Linked DNA regions of Sus scrofa: region 1 is linked to region 2. A link is a contact called in public HiChIP or PLAC-seq data. All regions are on one chromosome and are shown on one strand. Each heading gives the region's core, a stretch centred on a gene start, on an enhancer-like site or on the middle of the called end of the contact. The rest is flanking DNA. Distances are from core to core; before and after follow the strand shown.

Region 1 (6,386 bases), core at 1,509-4,008, 190 kb before region 2:
ACCTCTGAGGAGTTAAAGACAAAGGCTGAAAAGGCAGCCGTAGTGCCCATGACTCAGGAGATCTAATTAGGAACTTACCGACTGCTACTTTGTCAAAAACAAAAGGAACAAATGTTGTATACAATGTGAAAATGTTTCCCTGTCCTGCTCTGACCCCTAGCCCAGGAACTTCATTAAAAAAACCCAGTTTTCCTGTCTATAATTCTAATAAATCTTCCCCCTCGATCCTGTGGTATAAAAGAACGAGGTAAAAAAAAAAATCCTTTTAACCAGAGAAAAACGAGTCAAGCCACTCACAGTTTTCATCATTTTCATCTTTTTCTTCCGCGGGGAGGCTTTTCAAGACAGAGTCCACCCCAGGCAACCTGCAGCGCTTCCTCTTTCTTCCTGTGCTTCTCCTGAAACAGATAAACAAAACTGAAATGTTGACATTGACCCATATGGGTCTGCAGGTAAAAAAAGAGTAGCTAATAACAATTATTCTTAAGTACCTAAGCAAATTCCACTGCAAAACCTAAGTGGTAATGTCTGTTTCAGAACACTACACAGTAAGCTCCTGAAAGCACAGCAATTATTTAGAACACCATAGAAACACCATTCACTAACAAGCTTTACCTATGCCAAATTCATACTCCATGCCTATGTCAGATTTCAGAATCTTTAACTTTCACATCATAAAAATTCTAAACACTGCAAGAAAATACGGAGGAACATTGATAGCAGGATTTTGGTATTCTTACAGGCGAGCTACAGCTTTTCTTGCCAATTTACGCTGTAATCTCCGATTTTCATCGGTATCACGAAGGACATGATCTTCAGCTGCCCATCTATCCCAGCTAATCAAACAAAAGAGGAAAAGCATGTAACATTCAGTATTTCAGTTTGATACGAAACAAATGCTAACAGCACATCAGAGAATTACTTCACATTTGAGAAAACTATTGAAATATTTTAAAATCACACAAAAGATGCAAATAAACTGAAAAAGGAACTCATTCAGACACAGAAGCAACCGGGGTTTCCACAATGACCCAAAGAGAATAAAAATACAATCGATTTAGAAGTCATCATTCTTCCAAGGAGGCAAGGTTTGATTAAAAAACAACAACAACAGGAAATGAAGTGTTTCTAAAACTTAACAAAGACGTTTGCAATGTGCCTGTGCAGAGATTATCAACTTTCCGTCCGGTTTAACAAGTACACTCACCTCCTGTTCCAACCATTAAAATGGATCAGATATTCTGGGATCTTTCTGCCTTTTTCGTCTTTCCCAACAATAACATCGACAATCTGAAACCAGGAAATGTTGTCCACAAACGACAGAACATACAGAATATTGGAAGCTGGATCAGGAAAACTAGATCATCGACCTTTTTTTAAAAGAAAAGAAAGCATTCTCTCCTTTTTTAGACAGAGAGCGGGGCTGAAACATTTTTCCTTTCAATTCCATTTTTTTTCCTGAGTGGATGCCTCAAAATAGGAAACATCCCTCCAACCAACCCCTGATTGGTCTCTGACTGTGAGAAAGGGTGCCACTTCTGAAGGCATTGGCCGGCCAATGTGTCACTAACCAGAGTCCAGGCCAGACCAGCGAGCTGCAGCCGTGAGACCTCTGGGAGTTGTAGTCTGCTGGGCTCCGCTGCGTCCAGGGCCAGTTCGGCTGGCGGATTAGGCCATCCCTCCCAGCGATGTCCCCAGGGGGAACGTCTGGGGCGAATGATGGGGCGTGTCACCCTTAAGGAGACTCCAGGCGGGGAGGGAGGAGGCACAGCTAACGGAGACGGGGGCAGCGGGGGGCGGAGCCCGAAAGGCCTGGGATGTCCTCTCCAGGGCAGCGCCGCCCAGACACACCTGGGGCCTGGGACCTGGGGCCCGGGGCCCAGGGCCGGACCCCACCCCCAGACTGCGAGGCCCACTCCCCCTCGCCATCCAGACCTGAGGAGCTGCAGATGTGGCTCAATTTCCCCCCAAGCCCCCGAGATTTAGGTGGAGTGGCACGGGGCGCGACACGGAGACTGAAAATGTAAATGTCGCAAGGCCCTGAAGGACGAAGACACCGGATCAACCTTGCCCTCGGGGTGAGGGGTCAAGGCCTAAGGGAGGGACCAGGCCCAGATACGCCTGGGTCCCAGGGCAACGACGTCGCCAGAAGGGGGCCATCGCGGTGGCGCTTGGATACGGGGCGGGGGGGGGGGTCAGGGCGTGGGACGGGAGCCCGTGGGGCGCTACACCGCGCAGCCTAAGGGGAAATTTAACCCGAAGGCAGAGACTGTGTGCGAGCGGTCTCCCGGCTGCGCGGCCCACAGCGGCCCTCGCGTGGGCAAACGGGGGCCGCGGCCCCTGCCACAGCCTCTGGACACCGGAAGTGCGAGGTTTCCGATGGCGCCCACACCGCCACCGGCACCAGGCGGAAGCGGAAGCGCCCGAGCCCCGACTCCCCAGCGCCGTGCCCCGCGAGCGCCCCCTGCCGCCCGCGCGGCGCCGCGCAGGCCGAGGAGCCGCTAGCAGGGAGCGCCCCAGCCCCGCCACTTCCCCCGCGCCGCGGCGCCATCCGCACCCGCATCCGCGTTCGCCTCCCGTCCCGGGGTCCCCGTCCCGCGCGTCCTCCCTGTCCCTCCGCGGCGGCACCTTGGCATCGTACAGCACTCGCGCCTTGGTGGGGTCAGGCTCGAAGCACAGCACTTTCTCCCCTGAGTGGAATTTAAATTTCATGCCCTCGCTCGCGCTCATTTGCTCATCGTGGCGGAGGGCGAGGCTCCGGGGCGGGCGGAGCGCGCGCGGTGGGGGAGGGGGGTGGGGGCGGGGAGGTGGCGCGCTGTGGCGGGGGTGGTGGGGACGGAGCGGGGACTGGCGGAGGCTGCGGCCGTCCCGCCCTCCGCCCCGCCTCTGCCCGCCCCGCGCCACTGCCGGACCTCGGAGCGGCCGGACGCGCGCGCTCCCGACCGGGCGCGCCTCTGCGAGTTCCCGCCGGGCTCTGGGTAGACGGCGAGTGGGGAGCCCGCGCCCCAGGTCCGCCCGCCCAGCGGCCCCTCCAGCCTTCCTAGGAAGGGGTCGCGCCCACGGGGTCATCGCGCCGGACGCGCGCTCTTCGGTCCCGGGACGGGAGATGCCCGGACAGAGCCCGTCTATGAGGGGGCACTGGCGGTGGGGAGGCCGGCGGCCGCCCTCTGGGAGCTCCTTGGCCACGCCGCGTCGGCCACCTAAGCGGAGCGCGCGCCGCCAAGTAGGGCCAAGCGGGGAGGATGTAGCGCCGGAGTCGGGTCTAGATGGGCAGCGGTCTTGGGCGGGGGCGGAAGGTTGTAGGGTGAAGAAAGCACTGGGGCACCTCTGGGCCAGGAGGAGCAGGTGGCAGGCCTGGAGCCCTCCTGTGACAGCGGGTGAGAAGTGGGCGGCGAGGCTGATGAGTCCTTACCAGGTCTTTAACATCCTAAGTCTCAGCTTCCAGCGTGGTGTCTCAGCCCCCAGAACGTGCAGTGAGGTTCCGTTAAGGTCATCTTCTGCCATACACTGAAAACTCCCTGCAGTTGAGAGGTATTGTGTGGCCTGTCCTAGCGGGTACCTACACAGAAGGGATGCCCAGGCGACATGGGATGAAGGAATGACAAACGCTGGGAGACGCTTTTTTTTTTTTTGGCCCGCAGCCAAGGCTGGCGTAAGTTCTGGGGCCAGGGATCAAGCCCTAACCTGCCTCACAGCAGTGACCCGAGCCACAGCAGTGACAACAGCTGGATCCTTAGCTGCTAAGCCCCCAGGGAAGTCCCTGGAAGACCCTTCTTGAAGGGCAAACCTCTAGAGACACGAAAGACGGTGCTGGGTGTGTTTTCCTTTGAGGAATGGGCAGTCTTAAGGCAATGTAGTTGGTGCATTGGGACCCACTGGAGACCAGCTCTGAGGTCCTAGTGAACTGCCAGGTCTCCACACTCTGGGCTCCGTTCCTGCTTCCAGAAATGTGCACTTGCTTCCGCCTTCACTGGGTTCCTGGTACACATCCTTCACACTTCAGTTTGGACACAGCCACGAGATAGACCCCTCCAGGATTCCCTCACTGCTCTCCACTTATCCATTCCTTGCAGTTACTGCTCTGCAGGAGGAGGGCTTTTCATTTGCAAAATGCCCTCCTTAAGATGCCCAGCTCCTTGATGCTTGGGAAGGCAGGGCTGGAGGAACTCTCACCCAGTTCATCAGTGCATGCTCCTGGCACACAGTGAAGATTGACTAACTGATCGATTGATTGACTAGATTACAGATTTATGAAATAGAATCCACAAAACTCAGTGATGCATTGGATACGAAGGTGGAAAGGAAAGGAGGAATTCCTCTGGCCAGGTCCATTGGCCAGAATAAGGGCTGTCAGAGGAGGGACAGGTTAGGAGAAGACATGGAAGACCTGAGTCTGGGATAATACAGACTCTGCCAGAACCGGAGCCATGATTCCTCTTCCGGTTGTGGTTTGTCAAGGTGGGATTTTGTGTGTGTGTGTGTGTGTGTCGTTTTGCCTTTTCTAGGGCCGCTCCCAGGGCATATAGAGGTTCCCAGGCTAGGGGTCTAATCGGAGCCGTAGCCGCCGGCCTACCCCAGAGCCACAGCAACGCCAGATCCGAGCCGAGTCTGCAACCTACACCACAGCTCACGGCAATGCCGGATCCTTAACCCACTGAGCAAGGCCAGGGATCAAACCCACAACCTCATGGTTCCTAGTCAGATTTGTTAACCTCTGAGCCACGATGGGAACTCCTCAGGGTGGCATCTTGATGGTAGTGTTCCCATAAATGGCAAGGGGAGCTCTGGGGCACAAATAATTGCCAGTCATGCTTAAGCCATAACTGAAGAATTAATGCTTTTGTTTTTCTTGCTGGTGAATGGAGATTGCCTCTACAGACTCTAAACTTTCAGAGCAAAACTTTGGGTGCTTTCTTTTGTTTCTCTCCATTCTGAGCCCTAATGTCCTTGAGCTTTGCATTTTTCCTTTTCTCTGTAAAAAGTCCAAGAATGCAAAAGGCTTCAGGGTCCTAAACGCTACCCATACCACCTACGGCAGCACCCCTTTCGGCCCTCATCCAGTTAGGACCCACTAGAGAGGGCTCCATGTCTCATGCGGGTGTAGCATCTTTTTCCTTTTGGGGATAAAGGTAAAGAATGTAGTGGGTTCTGGGTTCCATTCCCACACTTGGCACTTCTTAGTTTGTGCGTAACCTTGGACAAGTGATCAGTCTCTCAGTGATGCAGTTTTCTTACATTTAAAGTGAAGATAGGAGTTCGCGATTGGTGAACCCGACTAGGATCCATGAGGATACAGGTTCGATCCCTGGCCTCGCTCAGTGGGTTAAGGATCCAGCGTTCTTGTGGTGTAGGTCGCAGATGGGCTTGGATCCCGCGTTGCTATGGCTGTGGTGTATGCCAGTGGCTACAGTTCCTACTGGACCCCTAGCCTGGGAACCTCCATATGCCGTGGGTGCGGCCCTAAATGACAAAAGAATAAAATAATAAAGTGAAGATAATAGTGGTTTTTATGTCACAGGAGACTGAACTCAGTCTATTTAGGGTTAGATGCCTTTGTGTAGTGCCTGGCATAGTCAGTGCTGAGTAGAGGCTTGCTATAAAGAGTAGGCATTTCTTGACCATGTCTCCTTGCACCCTGTTCATTCAACAAATATTTATTGGAGGGTGGGGGGATATGCTTGGGCTGTGGGATGGAAATCCTATGAAATCATATTGTTATGATCATTATACAACTACAGATGTGATAAATTCATTTGAGTAATAAAAAAAGTAAAAACAAACAAACAAATATTTATTGAGCCTCCTGGGTGCTGGATGCCAGACACACAAAGTAGGATACAGATGGTATCCCTGGCCTCAAGGACACATTTCAGGAGGGGCGGAGCGGCATGCAAGCGAGTGCAAGCCTCTTGGTTGCTCTTTTAAAGTTGGTCCAGAAGAGAATAGACTAGACACAGGTGCTTAAATCTCCCTGGGAGGAGAAAGTGTCAAAAATTGTTCCAGAGTGGAAGTGTTCTGGTTGAACCATACAGGGACGCATACAAAACATGTTAAGAGTGTGGGTGCTTTCTTTTGTTTCTCTGGAATCCTGCAGATTCCAGCATCTGGCAGCCCCAAACCAGACGTGCTTAGGTGTGCTACGGGGTCAGGAGCTCAGAGAGAGGGTTTCATAGCGAGAAGGCAGAAGGAAGGAAAGTGCTGATTGGCTAAAGCATGAAGCCCAGCTGGCTGTTTGTGATTGGTTGTCCTCAGCATTTTGATTTCACAACCTTGAGGAACTTACAGGCTTAGGGTTTGGTTTACTTACCTAGGCTGCCAAAGCATTAGAGTCACCTCAGTCTAATGGCCTCTTGGTTTAATTGATTCATCAAGTCCCTCCTTTTGGA
Region 2 (7,283 bases), core at 2,669-5,168:
ATTTCCCCCTTGATCACGTCTGTAAAGACCCTGTTTCTAAATAAGGTCCCGTTCGGAGGTCCAGGGGGTAAGGACTCCACCCTGTCTTTGTCCAACCCATTAACACTCATCTGAAAACTGAAAGTCTGGGTTGCGTAAAAAGGAACCCATTTCCTTCTCTCTCACATCTTTAGCTTTGACCCTCTGGATGCAGGAAAACTGCACCAGATTAGGATGAAAGGCGATACCAGAAGGAATTTCCTAATTTACTGAGAATTAGCCTGTCAGTGACATTGTGAGATGCCAGCTCTGATTCCTCCAGTAGAATCCGCAGACTTGAAGGTTTGATGGGGCACAGTCTTTCAGTTTCGTCTCCATCCTGACCTTGTGTGCTTCGTCCAGGCCCACATTCCGTTTCACAAGCCCACCGGCCCATAATGCAAAATCCAGGCACCCCGGCGTTGTCTGTGAGTTTTATCTCAGGCCCTTCTTCCTTGTTCTAACCCCTCCTCCAGCTCCTGAATCTTGCATCTCTCTCCTGCTTTTGGACATTTGTGTCTGTTCTCTGAATTTCTCCATTCACCCTCCCCTGAAGAATTTGTCTTAGATCTGCTCTACTGGCTCTCCTTGGTTCAAATCAAGTTGTTGGATGGGCCGCCCTCGCCAGCCCTTTGACCTCAGTCACCACTGCCAACGCGTCCACCCACCAGCACACAGAAAAGGCTCCCTTAGTTTCTGCACAAAGTGGGGAGTGTGGCAAGGGAATACAGTGTCACCTTGAGATAAGTATCGTGGTAGTCTCCTAGGTGATTTTTCCCATGGCTTGTTTCTACCTTGTCCGATTCGATTAAAGTGCAATTATTTGAACCATCTTTCTAAGGCGTAATTCTGAAGATTCAATTTGCTGCTCACAATTCATCAAGGTCCCTCCCTCCTTTGCCCATTCAACGAGTGCAAATTCCTCAGCCTGACATTTCACCTTCATATACCTGCCCGAGTTCCAAACCAGTGGTTCTCAGCCCTGGCTGCACGCTGAAACCACTTGGGGGAAATTTACAATCTGCTGATGCCTGGACCTCACCCCCGGAGGTTCCGATGTAATTAGTTTGAGGTGCACCAACAATTTTAAAAGTCCCCTTAGTAATTCCAATGTTGAGCCAAGGTTGAGAACCACCTCTTTAGAGCAACGCGTCTTCAGTTTTAATGTGTACGGTGATTGCCTTGTTCAAATGCAGACTCTGATTCGGCAGGTCTGGGACCAGCTGAGATTATGTATTTCTAACAACCACTAATGCTGCTTTGTTACACTTTGAGTCGTAGGGTGATGAATTGAGCTTTTTGAGATCCAGGACCACATTTTGCTCATCTCTGTGTCTCCAAAGTACACTGTAGGGGCTCTCAGCAAATGTTTGAAAGCCAAATTAAATTTCAACCTACCCACAACTTTCCAGCCTTTTTTCTCTGTGCTTTGAAATCCATGTGAACTTAGGTCTACCTCCTTTTGGAAAATACCCTTGAAGACCACAACCAGAGGGCCAGCATTTCATTCATTCACCCAGCTAACACTTACTAAGTACCCGTTATGGCCAGGTACTGGGCATTCACTGCTTAATAAAGTGGCACTCCTGCCCTCAAGTTTACATGTTGGTAGAGGGGGTTTTGCTCTAGGCTGGCACTTTGTAGATGTCCTGTGCAGGGAACAGGTGTTTTCAAATCTATTTTACTTTTGTAAAGTATAAAATTAGGCTCTTGGGTATCTTGGCAACATTGAATAAAAATTTCTAAGTGAGTTCCGCCCTTGTCATGGAGTGGCAGTAGGTAGTTTTCAGATTGCAGTGGGCCACGGATCCACTTTGAGTCCCTCTGCTCTAGTGCCCTGCTGGGCAAAGTGGAGTCTGTGAACCAGCAACATCAGCAGAGCTCAGGCAGCTGCTAAGAAATGCAGACCCGGGGCCCACTAAAGGCATGCGGAGTCAGAATCTGCATTTTAGGGAGTTCCCGTTGTGGCTCAGTGGAAACGAACCTGCCTGGTATCCGTGAAGATGTGGGTTTAATCCCTGTCTCACTCTGTGGGTCAAGGACCTAGCATTGCCATGAGCTGTGGTGTAGGTCCCAGGTGTGGCTCAGATCCTGCATTGCTGTGGCTGTGATATAGGCCCATAGCTGTAGCTCCAATTCCACCCCTAGCCTGGGAACCTCCCTATGTGTAACAGTTGGTGAAACTGAACAGGTTTGTCTTTAAAGGGCAGTTTCAAGGGTTGTTTCTTTTTTACTGAGCTGGGTCCTGGGAGTGTGCATTGAAGCACCCTGCACACATCCAATTGGAGGGGAAACCAGCAGCAACCCTTAAAAAAAAAAAATCTGCATTTTCACCCGATCCCCAAGGGGTTTGTGTGCACATTACAGATGAAAAAGTGCAGCTCCAGCGCAGAGGCTCCCAACCTTGGCTGCATATTACATTTTTGCAAGAACTCAAGAACATTTCGCTGCCCGAGCTGTATCCCAGTCAGATCCTGGACTAAAGTCTCTGGGGTTGGCACCCAAGCGCCAGGACTTTTTTTTTTTAAAAAAAACAGCTCCTCAGGTGATTCAGACAGGTGGTGAGAACCAGTGCTAAGTGAGTCCAGAGTCTATGAGACCCGGGAAGGTAGTTAACCCATTGCTTTTACCCTCATATCTGCTCGGGTTCCCAGAGACCCACTTGTCACTCTCTTCCCTTCGCTTAGGAAACTCAGGACCAAATATAGGGTGTTGCAGGGTGGGCAGTTTTAGGAGGACTGGTTGGATCAGTGGTTCCCCAACTTGCTTTGCGTAACAGTTGGTGAAACTGAACAGGTTTGTCTTTAAAAGGCAGTTTCAAGGGCTGTTTCTTTTTTACTGAGCTGGGTCCTGGGAGTGTGCATTGAAGCACCCTGCACACATCCAATTGGAGGGGAAACCAGCAGCCGTTCCCTTCCCTCCTCTTCCTTATGGCAGAGTCTGCCCCCAGCGAAGTGTCTGGAAACCACATACTGTCTTTTCCAGCCTCCCTTGCAGCTTAAATCTGGCCCTGTGACCCAGTTCTGGCCAATATGACATAAGAGAATGTTGCTGAGGCTCTCTCTCCCTGCTCAAAAAGGAAGGTCCATGCTGATGCCTGCTCATCTGAACTTTTTAGTGTTTCAGTTTCGATTCCTGCAAGCTCAGATTTCTCAGTGGGTCAAACAAAGGAAAGGGACTGGAAAATAAACCCCAATTATGAATATTCCATTATTTTCCTCCAAGTGTGGGCCATGCCAGGGACCAGCAGCATCAGCTCCACCTAAGAAATCGTTAGGAAAGTGCAGAATCTCAGACCCCACCGTGGACCTGCAGAATCAGCAAGATCCCCAGGTGATTCCTATGGACATGAAAGTTTGTGAAGTGGTGGCCTACTAAGGGTTTTCTTTCTGTAACAGCTTTCTAATGTCCCTGTGCCTTCTGTTGCCATGGAAGATGGGCTTGCCCACAGAGGGAAAGCCATCAGGAGTCTAGGCCGTTCTTCACTTGGGAATCCAAACATCCATTTCCACACTGCAGTGTAACTGTTGCGACATGTTCTTTTGGAAAGTCACTACCTAGATGCCATCGTGTCAAGCCATCAGCTATTTTTGGGTTTTCTGGAAAGGCCAAAGATTCCGCTGCCCAAATGACTCCAAAGAACGCGGGGCTGATGCATGTCAGATTTTCGTATAAAAAAATGTCATGGGTGTTTCCTCTTGAGTTCAGCTCCATTTTACTAACTACAGAAGCCCGTGTATGACTATGTCCCACTTAGCAGGTTGTGCTTTTCTGCCTCTTCATCTCAAGAGCTATGGCATGGTTCCTGGCACTGTTTTATCAGAGAAACATAACGAGGACTGGATTTGACATGCATCATATTTTACGGATGATTATCATCGCCGTCTCAGATTTTTCTTGGGGCTCCGAGATGGCAAAGAACATTGGATGGAGACCTGGAAAAGAGAGGGGTGGTGCAGGTGCATGTTTGCTTAGTTTCTTTTAGAGGAGTTTGGAGGCTGCCAGGAAGTGATTAACAAACAAGCAGGCAGCCACCTGAGGCCGTCCGTGGAGACTGGAAGACAAGTGTGAAGAAACAGACAGCAGCCCATGGTCCTTCAAAGGAAAGAAGAAGAAGAAAAAAAAAAGGCCATAGGAGCAAGAAATGACTAGTCAAAAGCGGTTTCCAAATGTGCATCGTTACCCCTTGCTCTGTGACCCTCTGAACGCTAAACAACGATGTGATGGAATGTGGGAAAAAACAGATGTGAGTTTAGGCTTAATGCTTTCCTAATCCTCGTGCTATTCTATTTTATAGTGTTTGAAAGATACATATTTGAAAGATTCTTGCTACCGTAATTAAATTCTTCCCACTATGATCATTTTAAAGGGCGTATTGGATGGAGAAAGACATTCACATACAGTTACTAATCTTTTATTATAAACCCAATAAGTGCTGGGCATTAGGGATATAAATATAAATAATGTCCCAGCATAAAACGCTAACACAGTATAAATCAGAAGTCCCACAGAAACAATAAAGTAATCCTTAAATCATAGTTCGTTTCTTAATTCTCCCAGGAGGAGAAGGCTCATGTTTCATATTTTTCTTTATTATTTAGAAGGCAGGACTTCAAAAGAAATAAAAACAGAAGGTCGGCTGCAGGGCAAGTCACAGTGGCTCCATTCTTGCGTATCCAGAAGGGCGTTGCCCGTGTTTACCTTCCTAAATTGGGAATTCTTACGTCTTATCACAAAAACGTGATCTAGTATTACTTGGTTCCACTTCACCTTTTGAAACTGGAAGGAACTATGCTCTTGATGGTAAGATACTCTGTGAATAATAAAATTAGGAACATTCCCTGACTGTGTTTTTAGGTGTTACCTTGAGCCAACATCAGCTCATGCGGTGTTTGGAGCAGCTTTTATTCCTGTTTGAGAGACGTTGGGACCTAAGGTTGAAGGTATAATTTTCAACAAATTTCAGCTCGAAATGAAGGATAGAGTCAGGGTGTCCATTTGACTCCTATGCTTAAGTTTCTCAGCGCTGGCTTGTACTCTGTCCATTTTGTCATCTGGAAGTCATAGTTGATGGGTCATTTTGAAACCCAAATCCGTTACCAAAAAAAAAAAAAAAAGTCTGAGTTTTATCTGAGAAAATTAGCTCCTACTGCGCCAGAATTTGGAGGAAAGAAACTATATAGTTACCGACATTTTTGTATTTTGAATCTAAGGGTTGTTGAAATTAACAGATATTTAATATTTACTGATAAGCACAACATCTCCTTGCAGCTGACCTTGTTGAAAGGCGTTATAGTTTGGGGAATTAAGCATTGGCTTGCCAAATAGGATTTTTCGTATTGCTGAGAATTATGTCATGCGTAGTGCCCAAGAATAACTTCATGTATCATGTAGAGCCCTGCCTTTCTCCTTCATTTCATAGATGAGAAAATCAGAGAAGGAAAAGCATTTGCCCCAGGTCACACAGCTTGCCAGTGTCTAAGATGAGTTAAACGTGAGAGGTTGTTTGTTGTACCCTGCGATGGCCCTGAACGCCAGCTGAACATTTAATGTAATCATGAGCTATTTACATATTTTTGGGTAGGAAGTTTCAGGGTGGTGAGATCATTTCTTCAAAAGATTTTGCTTGTTTGTTTGTTGAAGATAATGTTTTGAGTTCTGCCAAATAGCTTCAGCTTTATTGGCAAACTTGCATTATGTAAGTCTAGAATGGGAGTTCCAGTTTTGACTCTGTGGTAACAAACCCGACTAGCATCCATGAGGACACAGATTCGATCCCTGGACCCACTCAGTGGTTAAGGATCTGGCATTGCCATGAGCTGTGGTATAGGTCACAGATGCAGCTTGGATCCTGCGTTGCTGTGGCTGTGGCATAGGCCAGCAACTGCAGCGCTGATTCAACCCCTAACCTGGGAACCTCCATATGCTGCAGGTGTGGCCCTAAAAAAAAAAAAAAAAAAAAAAAAAAGGTCTAACATAATTTTTAAATATCATTTCTTCTATTTGCTGAAGTGTTTGATCTTATTACCACTGCACAGGAACAGGCTGGGCTCCGAAAGGCTGATGGAGAATCCATTTACTCACAAGGCAGAAATCACACTGTTCAAACGATCAAGATGTCGGTGTGAAATTAAGTCCCACCAGCAAACTGACAGTGTGGTATTGACCCCTGCTTGAAACGAATAAAGACGGTAGAAGACGGGGAGAACCCCATTCCAGAGTGCCAACAATACAGTGAAGACTTTAAAGGACACTTATTCTGGGTGCCAGATTTTTCAACCTCAAAATAAAGTGGTCATGAAGCCAATTTCAAAATGACACCCTCAAGGGCTGGTTAGAACCTTGGTCATATTCTTCAGGCCCCTCTGGCCCTGCCAGTGGAACTTCCCCAAACATGGATTTTAAGCACTCAAACATTTTGTGTTCTCCTAAGAAAACATTCATTAGGCTCCTAGATACTTGTGGATGACGTATATCCTATGGTCATATATTCACTTTTTATTTAATGTATTGTTTCTCTTCTCCTCTTATGGAGCCTTATCCATTGCATGGACAGTGCACCTTTCACATGCCGTATGTATCATTTTGTATGCTTCATTATAGCCCCAAATGCCTAAAAGTATTTAAACCAGCTTAGATACAAGGAAAAGACTGTTGGGAGCCCTAAGGCTGAAGGAACCTTCTAAATCATCAAAGAGTGAATTACAGATAGGGTTTTAGCATTAAGGCAGTTTCCTTGTATTCTTATCGGTTGACAATTGGTAATCCATTTATGAATATATGGTCTTGACTGCATTGCTCTGTCCCTTAGGGAATCTTTTTTTTTTCCCTTTAAAAATTTTCATTGGAGTGTCATTGATTTACAGTGTTGTAGTAGCTTCAGGTGTACAGCAAAGTGAATCAGTTATACATAGACATATATCCCTTCTTTTTCGGATTCTTGTCCCATACAGATTATTACAAAATATTGAGTAGAGTTCCCTGTGCTATAGAGTAGGTCCTTGTTGATTTTCTATTTTATCTATAGTAATACATGTTATCTAAAACTCCTAATTTATCCCTCTCCCCCTATTCCTTAGGGAATCTTGACTTCAACAAAGATTGCCAAAATTAAGAAAAATTTTAAAATTAGGAGTTCCCATCATGGCGCAGCAGAAAGGAATCCGACTAGGAACCATGACATTGCGGGTTCGATCCCTGGCCTCGCTCAGTGGGTTAAGGATCTGGTGTTGCCGTGAGCTGTGGTGTAGGTTGCAGACGTGGCT

The links. HiChIP or PLAC-seq counts read pairs in DNA pulled down with a chosen protein or histone mark.
Region 1: a contact with region 2 is called in an H3K27ac HiChIP or PLAC-seq map of skeletal muscle. The contact joins the promoter of MSL3 here to the enhancer-like site in region 2. A contact is called at or near these places in 1 of 5 promoter capture datasets (fetal skeletal muscle), 11 of 47 Hi-C or Micro-C datasets (brain, embryonic fibroblasts, fetal heart ventricle and 8 more) and 2 of 2 datasets of contacts at active chromatin or transcription factors (alveolar macrophages and skeletal muscle).

What each region holds. Positions count from the first base shown.
Region 1 is chrX:8,515,771-8,522,156 of Sscrofa11.1, reverse strand. MSL3 (male-specific lethal 3 homolog (Drosophila)) reads right to left here and starts at 2,758. Exons shown (of 13, transcript NM_001244081.1): 1 at 2,629-2,758; 2 at 1,208-1,290; 3 at 741-836; 4 at 298-398. The coding sequence starts at 2,730.
Region 2 is chrX:8,321,821-8,329,103 of Sscrofa11.1, reverse strand. The region is part of intron 1 of ARHGAP6 (rho GTPase-activating protein 6); the gene reads left to right. Among named protein-coding and RNA genes, the nearest start is that of ARHGAP6, 120 kb to the left of the region's middle. Within about 2 kb of position 3,918, at least 1 of the 83 cell types and tissues checked has an H3K27ac peak or open chromatin away from gene starts, as enhancers often do. A contact at or near this core is called in skeletal muscle, where this site is marked.